Regions from separate parts of the Pan troglodytes genome. Here region 2 is linked to region 1. A link is a contact called in public Hi-C data. All regions are on one chromosome and are shown on one strand. Each heading gives the region's core, a stretch centred on a gene start, on an enhancer-like site or on the middle of the called end of the contact. The rest is flanking DNA. Distances are from core to core; before and after follow the strand shown. Region 1 has its middle 740 kb from the start of TMEFF2. Region 2 has its middle 1.4 Mb from the start of TMEFF2.

Region 1 (6,596 bases), core at 3,342-5,841:
AGATAAAATAATGTGGATATAATATATTATAATATGTGGATACAATATATTATTGGGCCTATGAAATATAAAAATGTAATATATATGTAACATGTTTGTCAACAGTAGCACACAGGAGGTGAGTGAGAATAGTGCTGCATTTGGGCTAAGGAAATGATTATAGATTAAATAATTATAATATATTTGCTGGCTTTATAACATTAATATATGTAATATATATGAAAATAATAACAAAAAAGATAAAAGAGATAGAGCTACATAGAAGTAACATTTCTATTTATCACTAGAATTAAGCTATTACAAATCAGAAACTGATTTAGTAAGTTAAGAAGTATATGGTGAACCCTAGAGCAACTAATAAAAATATAACTTATAATAAGCAGAATCAATAAACAAATTAAAATATTACATTAGAAAATATTCATTTGTTGCAAAAGAAAACAGTAAAAAAAAGAAATGGAAGGAATAAACAAGACATGAGGCCTATAAAAATTTTGAATATTAAAATGGCAAACATAAATCAAACCATATTAAGTGTGAATGGATTAAATACTCCAATCAAATGCAGAAATTATCAGACTAGATAAAATACATGATCCACCTATATTCTACCTATAAATTTACTTTAGATTTAAAAAAACAAACAAGTTGAAAGTTAAAAACAATGCAAACAGCAACCAAAAGAAAGCTGGAGAGGCTTTCTTTACTAATATCAAGGAAAATAAATTTTAAAACAAAAATAAAATGATATTAGATATAAAGAGGGAAAGTTTGCAATGATAAAAGATTCAATCCATTAGAAGAATATTACAATTATAAACCCATATGCACCTAATATAAGAACACCAAAATATATGAAACAAAAACTGACAGAAATGAAGGGAGAAACAGTTTTACAATAATTATTGGGGAATTCAATATCTCACCTCGATAATGGACAGAAAAAAAAGATCAACAGAGTAATGGGACATTTTAACGATGTGTACACCAACTAGATATAAGAGATATCCATATGTTAGAGTAGGCAGGTAGCCAGACATAAGCAGGAGAAGAGACCCTTTAAGCAAGGGAAGATCTGAAATATTTTACACACCAGGGAACACCTGAAATAGGCATGCTAGATATAAGCAGGTAAGAGAGGAGGTACCCAGGCAAAATGAAACATCCATTAAGATGCCTAGTAATCATTCATTCTGCAGTTAACCCCTCAGAATATAGCTAGGTACATGCTGATAAGAGGGAAAATAAGAAAGTCCTCAGAGAAATCTGGCACCAAAATACAAATCAGAACATAGAAATGGCAAGGAGATACACAGGCATAACAGGTACAGATTTAAGCACTATATGACCTTCCTGGGGTGGCAGTAAGGAGCAATACTGCCATTAGGCAGAATTCCTGTTGATCACTGGCCTGCATATGCATCTTAACTAATAGTAAGTGAAAGTCTCACAAACCTGGGGTGGGAACTAGGCAGGGACAAGGCGGATACCTAAGGAAGGAATAGAATAACTTGACAAAGAAAAGAGGCAGAGACTTGAGACAGAAGCAGGAACTTCCCAAAATAGTCCAACATAATAAAAAGCCAAGACAGAATTATTAATCTCCTGCTGGCTCACTTCAGCACCCCACTGTGCTTCATCTTTGCAGAGAGTGCTGTTTCTCTAAATAAACACTCTGCTCCCTATTTCCTTTCACTAAAGATCTCTGTTATCTCAGCCTATGGCCTCACTGAAATCTTTCTCCTGGGTTCAACAAGAACCGGACTATCTACTCTCTTGGGTAACACATAGAACTCTCCATCCAACGATAGTAGAAGATACACTCTTCTCAAGTGTGCATGAAATGTTTTCTAGAATGGAACATATTAAAAATTATGAAATAAATTTAAATAAATAGAAAATAATAGAAACAATGCAAAATATGTTATCTGATCATAATGGAATAAAATCAGACATCAATAGGAAAAATTTGAGATACTCACAAATATGTGGAAATTTAAAAAACATTTCTAAACAATCAATGAGTTAAAGAATAAATTGAAAGGAATATGTGATTACTTTTGGATAAATTAGTGTATAGATATATCAAAACTTCTGGGATTTAGCTAAAGAATTATTAAGTGTGCAACATATAGCTATAACTTCCTATATTAAGAAAGAATAAAGTCAATTAATATCCTAACCTTCTACCATAAGCCCTGGGGAAAAAAAAATAGGAAACTAAACTCATAGAAACATAAGGAAGGAAATAATAAGGAATCACATGGAAATTAATAAATTAAAGAACAGGAAAAAATGCAATGAGACCAAAACTGATTTATTTAAAAGATCGATAAAATTGACAAATCTTTACCAGATTGATCAAGCACAAAAGAAATAACTCAAATTACTAGAATCAAAAATGAAGAATAGAATATTCCTGCTTTCCTACAGAAATATAAAGAAAAATTATGAGAGAATACTATGAACAATTTTATACCAACACTTTAGATAACATATGAAATGGACAATTTTCTGGAAACACAAGCTACCAAAACTGACCCAAGAAGTAAGATAATCCAAAGTTAATTATAACAAGTAAAAAAATTTAAGTAGTATTGAAAAAAATTACCCACGAAGAAAAGCCTCGGCTCAGACAGCTGCACTGCTGAAACCCACTTGACTTCCCTACTGAGTTCTCCCAAGCATTTGATGAATTAATAGCCAATTCTTTAAAAAATTTTCCAAAAACAAAAGTTGAAACACTTTCCAACTCATTCCATGAAGTTACTATTATCCTGACACCAAAATCAAACACATCATAAGAAAAGTACAGAACATTGCCTCTTTTTACTCTTTACAAAAAATGCCACAAAATACTAGCACAATGAATCCAACAACAAAAATAATTATGTAACATTAGCAAGTGGGATTTATTCCGGGAATTCAAGGCTGGTTCTACATCTGAGAACTGATTAATGTAATTTATCACCTCAATGGGAAAAAATTACATGATAATCTCCATAGATGCAGAAAAAGCATTTGATAATCATGTGATATTCAACAAACTAAGCATAGAAAGGAAACTCTTAAATAAAATCAGAGACATCCACAAAAGCCCGCAGTTAACATACTAATAATAAAAGATAGGATTCTTCCTCCCTTAAGATCAGGAATGAGATAAGAATGTTTACTCCTACCACTTACATTTATATCATATTAGAGGATTTAGTCTGGGCATTTAGTTAACAAAATGAAATAAAAGGCATTCAGATTGGAAAAGAAGGAGTAAAAATGACACTATTCTCAGATGACATGATTCTTTTTTTTTTTTTTTTGGCATGGCATTTTATATAAGAGACAAACCTATTACAAATAAACTTTAAACAAGATATTCAACAACACTGATGACCACAAAATGAAAAGACTGCAATGACATATCATTTATATCTCACTGAACATGCAAAAATTAAAACTTCAGAGAGAAATGGTAGGAATTAAATAGATCCGCAACTTATACATTGCGTCTGTTGTATTTGGTACAGACATGATTCTTATACAAAACATCTTAAAGAGAAGGAAGCAGAACAAGAAGTCTACATAGAAGCCTTCAAGGATTCTTCTCTCCGCAGGAACACCAAATCTAAAAACCATGTACAATAAAAAAGGCATCTTCATAAGAACCAAACAACAGGTGTGAGACCACAATACCTAGTTTTAACTTTATATCAGTGAAAGAGTCACTGAAGAAGGTAGAAAAGACAGTGTTGATTTCCTGACACCACCCCTTTCCCATACACTGTTAGCAGCTATATGGCATGGAGAAAGAATCTGTGCACTTGGAGAAGGGAGAGTGCAGTGACTGAGGGACTTTGCATTGAAATTCAGTGCCACCAACACCCAGCAGGATTTATCACCTACTGACTAAAGTGCCTTTGGGCCCTGAATAATCAGCATAGGTAACCAGGTAGCTCATGCTCTTGACCTTGATTGAGACCCTGAGACATACTGGCTATAGCTGTGTCCCAGCATATTCACAAATGTGGTGGTTATGGAGAGAGATCACTTCTGCTTGAGAAAAGGAGAAAAAAGAATAGAGGAGACTTTGTCTTGCAGCTTAGCTACCAGCTCAGCCACAGTGGATAAGAGCACACAAAGCTGGCTCTTGGGGTACCTCATTCCAGGACTTCATCTTGGATGGCACGCCTGAACCTGCCCTTGGCCAGAGGGAAGCCCACTGCCCTGAAAGGAAAGTCTCAAGCCTGAAAGCATTCACCACAAGCTGACTAAAAGCACTTGGGTCTTTCATCAGCAGTAGCTAGGCAGTACTCCCTGTGTGCTTTTGGTAGTGGTGGACATGGGGAGTGGCTCTTCTGACTTGGAAAAAGAGAAGAAATGAGAGCAAGGATTTTTATTTTGTGGTTTCAGTGCCAGTTTAGCTGCTGTAGAATAGAGCACCCTGTGCCCCCATGACCCAGGGGATCTTGCCACCCTGAAGGGAAAGACCCAAGTTAGGCTACCTGCTGATTGTAGAGCTTAGGGCCTTGAGTAAACATAGGTGGTAGCAAGGTCATGGTTACAGTGGGCCTTGGGTAAGACCAGTGCAGTGCTGGATTCATGTCTGACCCAGCACAGTCCCAGTGGTAGTGAGTTGGAGTGCTTGTGTCACCCCTACCCCAGCACCAGGTAACTCAACAAAGAGAGAGAAAGAGAGAGAGAGAGAGCAAGCATTTGTTTGGAAGAAATTAAGGGAAGAGAACAAGAATCTCTGCCTGGTAATCTAGAAAATTCTTCCAGATGTTATTCGAGACCATCAAGGTGATATCTTTATGGTGCTGCAAGAACTACAACATTACTAAGCTTAAGGCGCCCCCTAATGCAGATATGTTTGCAGTGACTAAAAACTTGGGATGCAACACCTAAATCCCTTTGAATATCTCGAAAGCCTTCCAAAGAAGGAAAGGTATGAACAAGCCTAGACTGTGAAGACTACAATAAATAGCTAACTCTTGAATGCAATGTCCAGACACTGAGAAATCCATAGACATCAAGACCATCCAATGACCTCACCAAATGAACTAAATAAGACACAACGAGCCAATCCCAGAGACTCAGGTATATGTGACATATCAGGCAGAGAACTCAAAATGGCTGTTTTGAGAAAACTCAAATAAATTTGGAATCCTATCAGATAAGTTTAACAAATGAGACTGAAATGATTAAAGAGATTCTAGTAGAAATTCTGGAGTTGAAAAATGCAATTAACATACCAAAGAATGCATCAGAGTCTCTCAATAACAGAATTGATCAAGCAGAAGAAAGAATTAGGGAGCTTGAAGGTAGGTTATATGAAAATACACAGTCAGAGGAGAAAAAAGAAAAAAGAATTAAAAAGAAAGACGCACATCTTCAAGATCTAGAAAATAGCCTTAAAGGGCAAATCTAAGAGTTACTGGCCTTACAAAAGGAATAGAGAGAGAGATAGGGGTAGAAAGCTTATTCAAAGGGATAATAACAGAGAACTTCCCAAACCTAGAGAAATATATCAATATCCAAGTACAAGAAGGCTATAAAACACCAAGCAGATTTAACCTAGGTAAGACTACCTCAAGTCATTTAATAATCAAACTCCCAAAGGCCAAGGATAAAAAAGTACTTAAAATAAATAACATACAACAGTTCCAATACGTCTGGCAGCAGAATTTTCAGTGGCAACCTTACAGGCCATGTGAAAGAGGCATGAGATATTTAAAGTGCTGAAAGAAAAAACTTATTGTAGAATAAACCAAGAATATCTTTCTAACATGAAGGAAAAATAAAGACTTTCCCAGGTGAACACAAGGTGAGGAATTTTATCAACACCAAATCTATACTACAAGAAATGCTAAAGGGAGTTTTTCAATCTAAAAGAAAGTGTTGTTAATGAGCAAAAACAAATCAACTGAAGGTGTAAAACTCACTGATAATAGTAGATACACAAAAACATAGAATATTATAACACTATAATTGTGGCATGCAAATTACTTGTATCTTAAGTAGAAAAAATGAAAAGATAAACCAATAAAAAATAATAACTACAACAACTTTTCAAGACATGGACATTACATAAAGATAGAAAGACAAACAAAAAAGTTAAAAGGTAGAGGAATAAAGGTAAACTATAGAATCTTTTATTAATTTTCCTTCTGCTTATTTTGTTTATTATGCTATCAGTGTTGTCGTCAGTTCAAAATAAGATATGAGATATTATCTGCAAGCCTTTTATTAGACTTAAATCTAAAAAGATACAATAGATAAACAAGAATTAAAGACAAAAAATTAAACATATCACTAGAGAAAATTATCTTTACTAACAAGAGAACAGGAACAGAAGACCACAAAATAACTAGAAAGAAATGACAAAATGTTAGGAATAATTTTTTATGTATTAATAATAATATTGAATGTAAATGAATTAAACTCTCCAGTCAAAAGACACAGAGGGGACAAATGAATTTAAAAAAAAAAGTCTCACAATCTCTTGCCTACAAGAAACACACTTAACTTATAAAGACATACATAAACTGAAAATAGAGGGATGGAAAAAATATTCCTTGCAAATGGAAATCAAAAAAGAG
Region 2 (6,593 bases), core at 657-3,156, 630 kb before region 1:
CAGAAGAATCAGTATCTTTAAATTGTACTGCCCAAAGCGATCCACAGGTTCGATGCAATTCCTATCAAACTACCAAGGTGATTCTTCAGAGAATTATGTAAAACAATCCTAAATGGGGTTTCACCATGTTAGCCAGGATGGTCTCAATCTCCTGACCTCGTGATCCGCCCACCTTGGCCTCCCAAAGTGCTGGTATTACTGGCATAGCCACCACACCTGGCTGCCACACTCTTAAACAACTAAATCTCACAAGAACGCACTATCATGAGAACAGTACCAAGTGGGTGGTGCTAAACCATTTATGAGAACCCACCCCTATGATCAAATCACCTCCCACCAGGCCCCCGCTCTGACACTGAGGATTACAATTCTACATGAGATTTGGTGGGGGCACAGATCCAAACCATATCAGGTGGGTTTTTTTGTATGCAGCTTATGTTTAGAAAGTTTTTATATTTTTATCCATTCTGCCAACTGACATATTTTAAGTGGAGCATATAGCCCTTTACCTTTAAAGTTAATATTGATATGAGAGGTTTTCTTCTTGCCATAATGTTAATTATTACATATTTGCTTTGCAGTCTCAATTGTGTAATTACTTTATGTGACCTGCACGTTTTTATGATGACAAGTATACCCCTTCCATTTCCATTTTTAACTCGTTTGAGCATTTCTTTTAGGACTGATCTAGTGGTGACAAATTCCCTTGGTGTTTTCTTGACTCGGAGCAACTTTATTTTTCCTTCACTTAGGAAACTTAGTTTAGCAAGATACAAAATTCTTGGCTTGCACTTTTTCTTCTTTAAAAAGACTGTAAATGGGACCCTAATGTCTTCTCATTTGTAATGTTTCTGCTGATATGTCTGCTGTTAGTCTGATGGTATTTCCTTCATAGGTGATTAGATGTTTCTCTCTTGCCCATTTTAGAATTTTTTTCTATCTTGTTGACTTTGTATAATCTGATGACTATATTCCTTGATGAGTTCCTTCTTGCAATGTATCTCCCAAGAATTCTTTAAATATATTGTATCTGGATGTCTAGAACTTTAACAAGATCAGAAAAGTTTTTCTCAATTATTCCCTAGAATATATTTTCCACATGTTTTATTTTACAATTTTTTTGTTCTCTCTGGAATAGTTACTACTTATAGTTTTGAAGGCTTTACATAATCCAATATTTATCAAAAGCTTTTTTAAAAATATCTTTTGAATTTTTGTTCAAATAGGTTAATTTGAAAGACCTGCCATCTAGTTCTAAAATCTTTTATTTTGCTTATACTAGCCTATTGTTAAAGCTTACAGCTATATTTTGTAATTCTGTCAACACATCTTTTTTCAGAAGTTTTATAAAACCATATATCTCTCTTCTTTCATATTCTGAATTGTTTTATGATTTATTTGTATTGGCTTTCAATTTTCTTTTGGGTCTCATTAAATTTCTTTAAAATCAACATTTTGAATTCTTTATTTGGTATTTCAAAGATTTCATTTTAATTAGGATCCATTGCTGGGCAGTTAGTGTTTTAACACTCTGTGTTTTCATTCTTCCAGGATTATCTCTCTGGTTCCTTCTTATCTGATTAGCTATCTCCTCTTCTCATTTTTGGATTTGCTTTCATTTGAGTAAGATTTTCCCCCTTGAGGGTGTGTCTATAATATGCGTTGTGTAGAGTTTTTTGGCTTTGGTTCCAGGTGCTTTAGTGGCAAAGCCTATGTAAGTTTCTTGGTTATAGATATCTTTTGTATGGTGACTTTCTTAAATGCTAGTTGTAGTAGCAATTTGCTGGACATGTGAGTGTGCTCACTGCCTCCTGTGGAGTCAGAATGGGGAGGTCTCAGGAAGCTTATCTCATTCCCTAGTGCTGTGCACTGGTGTCAGATTTTTTGTTTGGTTGTGCAGCTTGATGTCTACACCAGTAGGTGGCAATATGGGTTGGATCTGGCTGCAGCCAACACATTTCTCCCTATGCATGATCTTTGTTAACCTTGAGAAGCTCACTGTTGCCTCAGCCAATGGTGTGTCCTGTGAAATGGATAGTAGTCTCAGTTCCCAGCTTAGCCCTGGAGTGGGGAACCAAGCTGAATGGGGCTATGCCAAGCAGGCTCGCCTACATGTCACCCAATGGCAGGTGCAAACACCAGCTCCAAGGGGTGGGTATCTGATGGGCAGCTGCCAAGTGCCCAGACAAGTGCCAAGGTGTAGAGTGGAGATAACTCCACTGTCCGAAGTTGGCTCTCCAGGAAGGGAGGGGCAGCCTGAATTCATAATCTAGAAGAGTGAGTGTTCCAAATGCCCAGATATATGTCTGGGCATGGAGCAGAGGGGGTTCCAATGTATCCAGATCTCCAGATGAAAAGGGAGAGTCAGCCCAGGCTTTTCCTCCAGGCAAGTGAGTACATTAAATGCTTGGAAGTACGCCTGGGTGTGGAGCAGAGATGGTACTGCAGCACCAAAATCTATGCACAGAAAGGGAGGCGAGACTCAGATTCTAATCCAAGCAAGCAGCTGTGCTGAATGCCTGGAATTATACCTGAGTGTGGATGGAAGAGGGCGCCACTGTACCAAGATTTCCGACCTGGAGAGAGGGATGACACAGGCTTCTAATCCAGTCAAGATAGTGGACTGAATGGTTGGAATTATGCCGGGGCATAGAGCAGACAGGGTGCCACTGCACTAAGATCTCTTCGCAGGAAGGAAAGGGCAATTCAGTCACCTAATCCAGGTGAGCAGGTATGCCAGTTGCCTGGAAATATGTCACCCGGCAAGAAGTAGAGTAGCTGCTGCAGAGCAGAGGAACTGCTGCTACAACTAGGTCTTTGCAGGGGAAGGGAAGGGCAGCTCAGGCCCCCATTTCAGGGAAGCAAGTGCTCTGAATGCCTGGAAATGTGCCCAGGCATCGAGCAGCGGGGGTGACACTAGATTAAGTTATTTGCAAGGGAATAAAGATGTGGCTCACGCTCCCAATCTGGGTGAGCACAAATGAGATCCACCTCCCTCCCACTCCTCAGTATTGGTGGTGAACACTCTTCTGACTAACTAGGATAACAGGCTGGGGCATCCAGCAATGACATATGCAGATGGTCCCTAGGCCACAAAGCTGTTTCTCCTGGCCACAAATCACCCTGCCCAAGATAAACCATGGCTTCAGCAACTGTCCTCCCACTCCAGTCCAGTGACAGGAGATAGCACAATTTTAGCACTTACTCTGGGGGTGCACTGCAACAGCCACTCAGTTCTGGCTGTGGGGGGCTCTTCCCCCACTACAGAACAAGCACTCCAATTTCTGGGCAGAGATTAAAATATCTACGGTGGCCACTACAGCTGGGTTGTCAAACACTGACTGACTTTGTCATGAGCCTGAATTGAAAATGGCATCCTTCCTTCAGTCCCACATCTGTGAAAAATGCCTGCAGATTTTCTTGGGAGTGTTTTCCCTCCATTGTCTCCTGGCTTCTCCCCAGGTTCGCTCCAGGTCTTGGGAGAAACAAGGTGCTCACTAATAATTTGGTTTTCAAAGAATATATAATAAAATGAAAATATTAAGTTTAAAAGGCCAATAACACATATAATACTACATGTAAAGTGTAATTTTTACTTGCTTACATGATATATATATATTTGTATATATGTATATATATACCTTTATATTATATATGCATGTAATAATTACATTAGAGAAATAAACAGTTTACACACTCTTTTAAAATATATATAGATTTTGGCTTTGTACTTTTCCATATCTTCCAAATTTTACTTATATGACTTTTACAATTAAAAAAGCATTTTATAAATTTGAACAAAGAGAAGATCATGAGAAACAACAGGGAAAAACAAGTCTCTCAGTGTTTTTGGATATATTTGTATATGTCAAATTCCAAGCAAAGTGACATGAAAGGTGTATATTTAATGTCTTCTACACCACATTTTTCATCAACATTTTAAATAATATTTCCCATGAAAATACTTCTCAAGTCATGTAATGAAAGCCCTTCAAAAATTTCACTGGGAATAAAACAAGTGCATATATATTTCAGAAATATGAAAACTTGGAACAAGCAGACATTTTACCAGAAGGCAGAGGATAGGTGGTACATTCAGTTTGTGACCACAGAGTTAGGGTCACAGTTGGCAAGGAAGTGAAATAAATGCTACTAGATATCAGAAGCTGACAGGGGAGGTGTTATAAATCCACAGTAGAGTAGTAGAGAGAAGGAAAATTAAGACAGCAATGGCAACAACCAATTTAATGGGAGATGAAAAAATAGAGAATGCCTAGATGCATCTGATCTTTTTCTAGAAATTATATTTTTATGACAATGTGATGCCCTTTTCGAAGAAACATCTTATGGCTTCCATTTTTTTTTACCCAGAGAATTCTTACACAAGGTAAACATGATGCCGATAGAGGCATAGTGTCTATGTGTCTAATGCTACCAAGTCTTAGAATTAGGTGAAGGAGCATGACTCTCATTGTGTCTCATGTCTGGCCTTCATTCACCAGTTTTATAGTTGATTTTCTTGTTTGTTTGTTTTTCTGCTATATAGACAGAACAGGACTTAATGGGTTGTTCATCGCTTTTGGTTTTTAAAACCCACAATTTCAATTAGTTATGACAAAAACATCCCTGCTGATCACATCACTCTCATTACTTACCTTACCCTTAATGACAACCGTCCTTTGCGGTTGACATGTTGCTACCTGGCTTTTGTCACACTAGAGTGTCAACACCAGCAAGAAAATTAATAATTTCACTTCAAAGGCAGCATATTCCACTGTCATTCTCAAACTGCAGAGAGAAAAACACTATAGCATTTTTCAAATATGCTGAATCTCTCTTCAAAAGATTTTTTTTTCCAAAATACCTTGGATAAATAAACCATGTTCTATGTCTTCTTCTGGAATGCATTTAGATAGTAACTGAGCAGGTCTAAAGAACCTGTTTAATTTTACACCATTGTCATAAATATTTAGATTATTTTGCTATATCAAACTGAAGGATTTCTGAGATCTTAACTTCATTTACCATAGGCATTATTGAATGAAGGTTATAGGCACACTAATCAAAACATAAATCTAAAAAAAACCCAGTTACACCATTTATAGCTGCTTGAACTAGCATATTGACTGAAAAAAAAAATCTCTCTTCAGTTCATTTATATCAATATATTTAGTATAATCTAAAATTACCTCCCTGTATTTATCTAACACAAACTGTATAGGGTTTCATAGACATTTCTCGGAGTCTTATTGCTTTAAATTAGCAGTGTTGAATTTCTTTACTTTATGATCTTTGTTTTTGAAGTTATTGATGCAGTGGAGCTGTGGAAATCTGGCGCTAAGCATTGATCTAGAAGCTCTGGAGGAGGAAAGAAGAGAGTCATCAGGAGAAATGGCATTCCTTTGAATGGGAACCCTTCAGGAGTGTATTTTGCTTTTTCTTTTTCCTTTCCCTTGACCCTCACACAATGACAACTACCCTTGAGTATAAATATAAACTAAGGTGGAAATGAAGTGGAGGTAATTCAAATTGATAAGATCAGGGCTCTTCACATCTATTCAAGATATTTTTATAGTTGTGGTCCTGGAAACTCCATAGTGGAATTGTGAAAATGACCTTCTCTGATTTTTTTAATTAAATTGCTTCATATAGGTATGATTAACATTTAAAAGCGTACATATTTAATGTATATAACTTGATTAGTTTGCAGATAATATATGCCCATGAAACCATCACAATCAATGCCATAAACATATCCATTGCCTGCAAAAGTTACTCTTTTTTTGTGATAAGAACATAGCATCAGATCTGTCCTCTCAGAAATTTTTAGGTATAGAATTCAGGATTGTAAACTATAGGCACTATGCAGTACATTAGAGCTTTAGAATCTGTTCGTCTTGCATAACCGAAACTATGTAGCATTTGACCAGTACTTTCCATTCTGACACTCCCCCGCTATCCCCTGGCAACCACCATTCCACTCTGTTTCTGAGTTTCACTACTTTAGATTTGTCATATAAGTGGGATAATGTGGTATTTGTCCTTCTGTGTCTGGCTCATTTCACTTAGCATAATGTCCTCTAGAATGCTCCATGTTGTTGCATGTGGCAACATTTTTTTTCTTTCTTTTTCTTTTTGGAGACGGAGTCTCACTCTGTCACCCAGGCTGAAGTGCAGTGGCAGCATCTCGTCTCACTGCAACTTCCGCCTCCCGGGTTCAAGCAATTCTCCTGCCTCAGCCTCCCCGAGCAGCGGGACTACAGGCGCACGCTGTCACGCCCAGCTAATTTTTTGTATTTTAGTAGAGACGGTGTTTCACCGTGTTGCCCAGGCTGATCTCGAGCTCCTGAGTTCAGCAATCCGTCTGCCTAGGCTTCCCAAAGTTCTGGGATTATAGGCGTAAGCCACCGTGCCCGGCTGGCAACATTTTTTAAAGGTGAATAATACTCCATTTTCTGTATATAGCACATTTTCTTTATCCATTTATCATTTGATGGACTCTTAGGTTGCCCCCATATCTCGGCTATTGTAAATAATGCTGCAATGGACATGGGAGTGCAGATATCTCTTTGAGATTCTGATTTAAATTTCAC

Evidence for each region. A called contact is a pair of places that touch in the nucleus more often than the background predicts.
Region 2: a contact with region 1 is called in a Hi-C map of induced pluripotent stem cells, with 2.5 times the contacts expected there. The contact joins two enhancer-like sites. A contact is called at or near these places in 2 of 7 Hi-C or Micro-C datasets (both in induced pluripotent stem cells).

Annotation. Positions count from the first base shown.
Region 1 is chr13:94,989,561-94,996,156 of NHGRI_mPanTro3-v2.0_pri, reverse strand. No RefSeq gene overlaps it. Among named protein-coding and RNA genes, the nearest start is that of TMEFF2, 740 kb to the right of the region's middle. Within about 2 kb of position 4,591, at least 1 of the 24 cell types and tissues checked has an H3K27ac peak or open chromatin away from gene starts, as enhancers often do. A contact at or near this core is called in induced pluripotent stem cells, where this site is marked.
Region 2 is chr13:95,616,309-95,622,901 of NHGRI_mPanTro3-v2.0_pri, reverse strand. No RefSeq gene overlaps it. Among named protein-coding and RNA genes, the nearest start is that of TMEFF2, 1.4 Mb to the right of the region's middle. Within about 2 kb of position 1,906, at least 1 of the 24 cell types and tissues checked has an H3K27ac peak or open chromatin away from gene starts, as enhancers often do. A contact at or near this core is called in induced pluripotent stem cells, where this site is marked.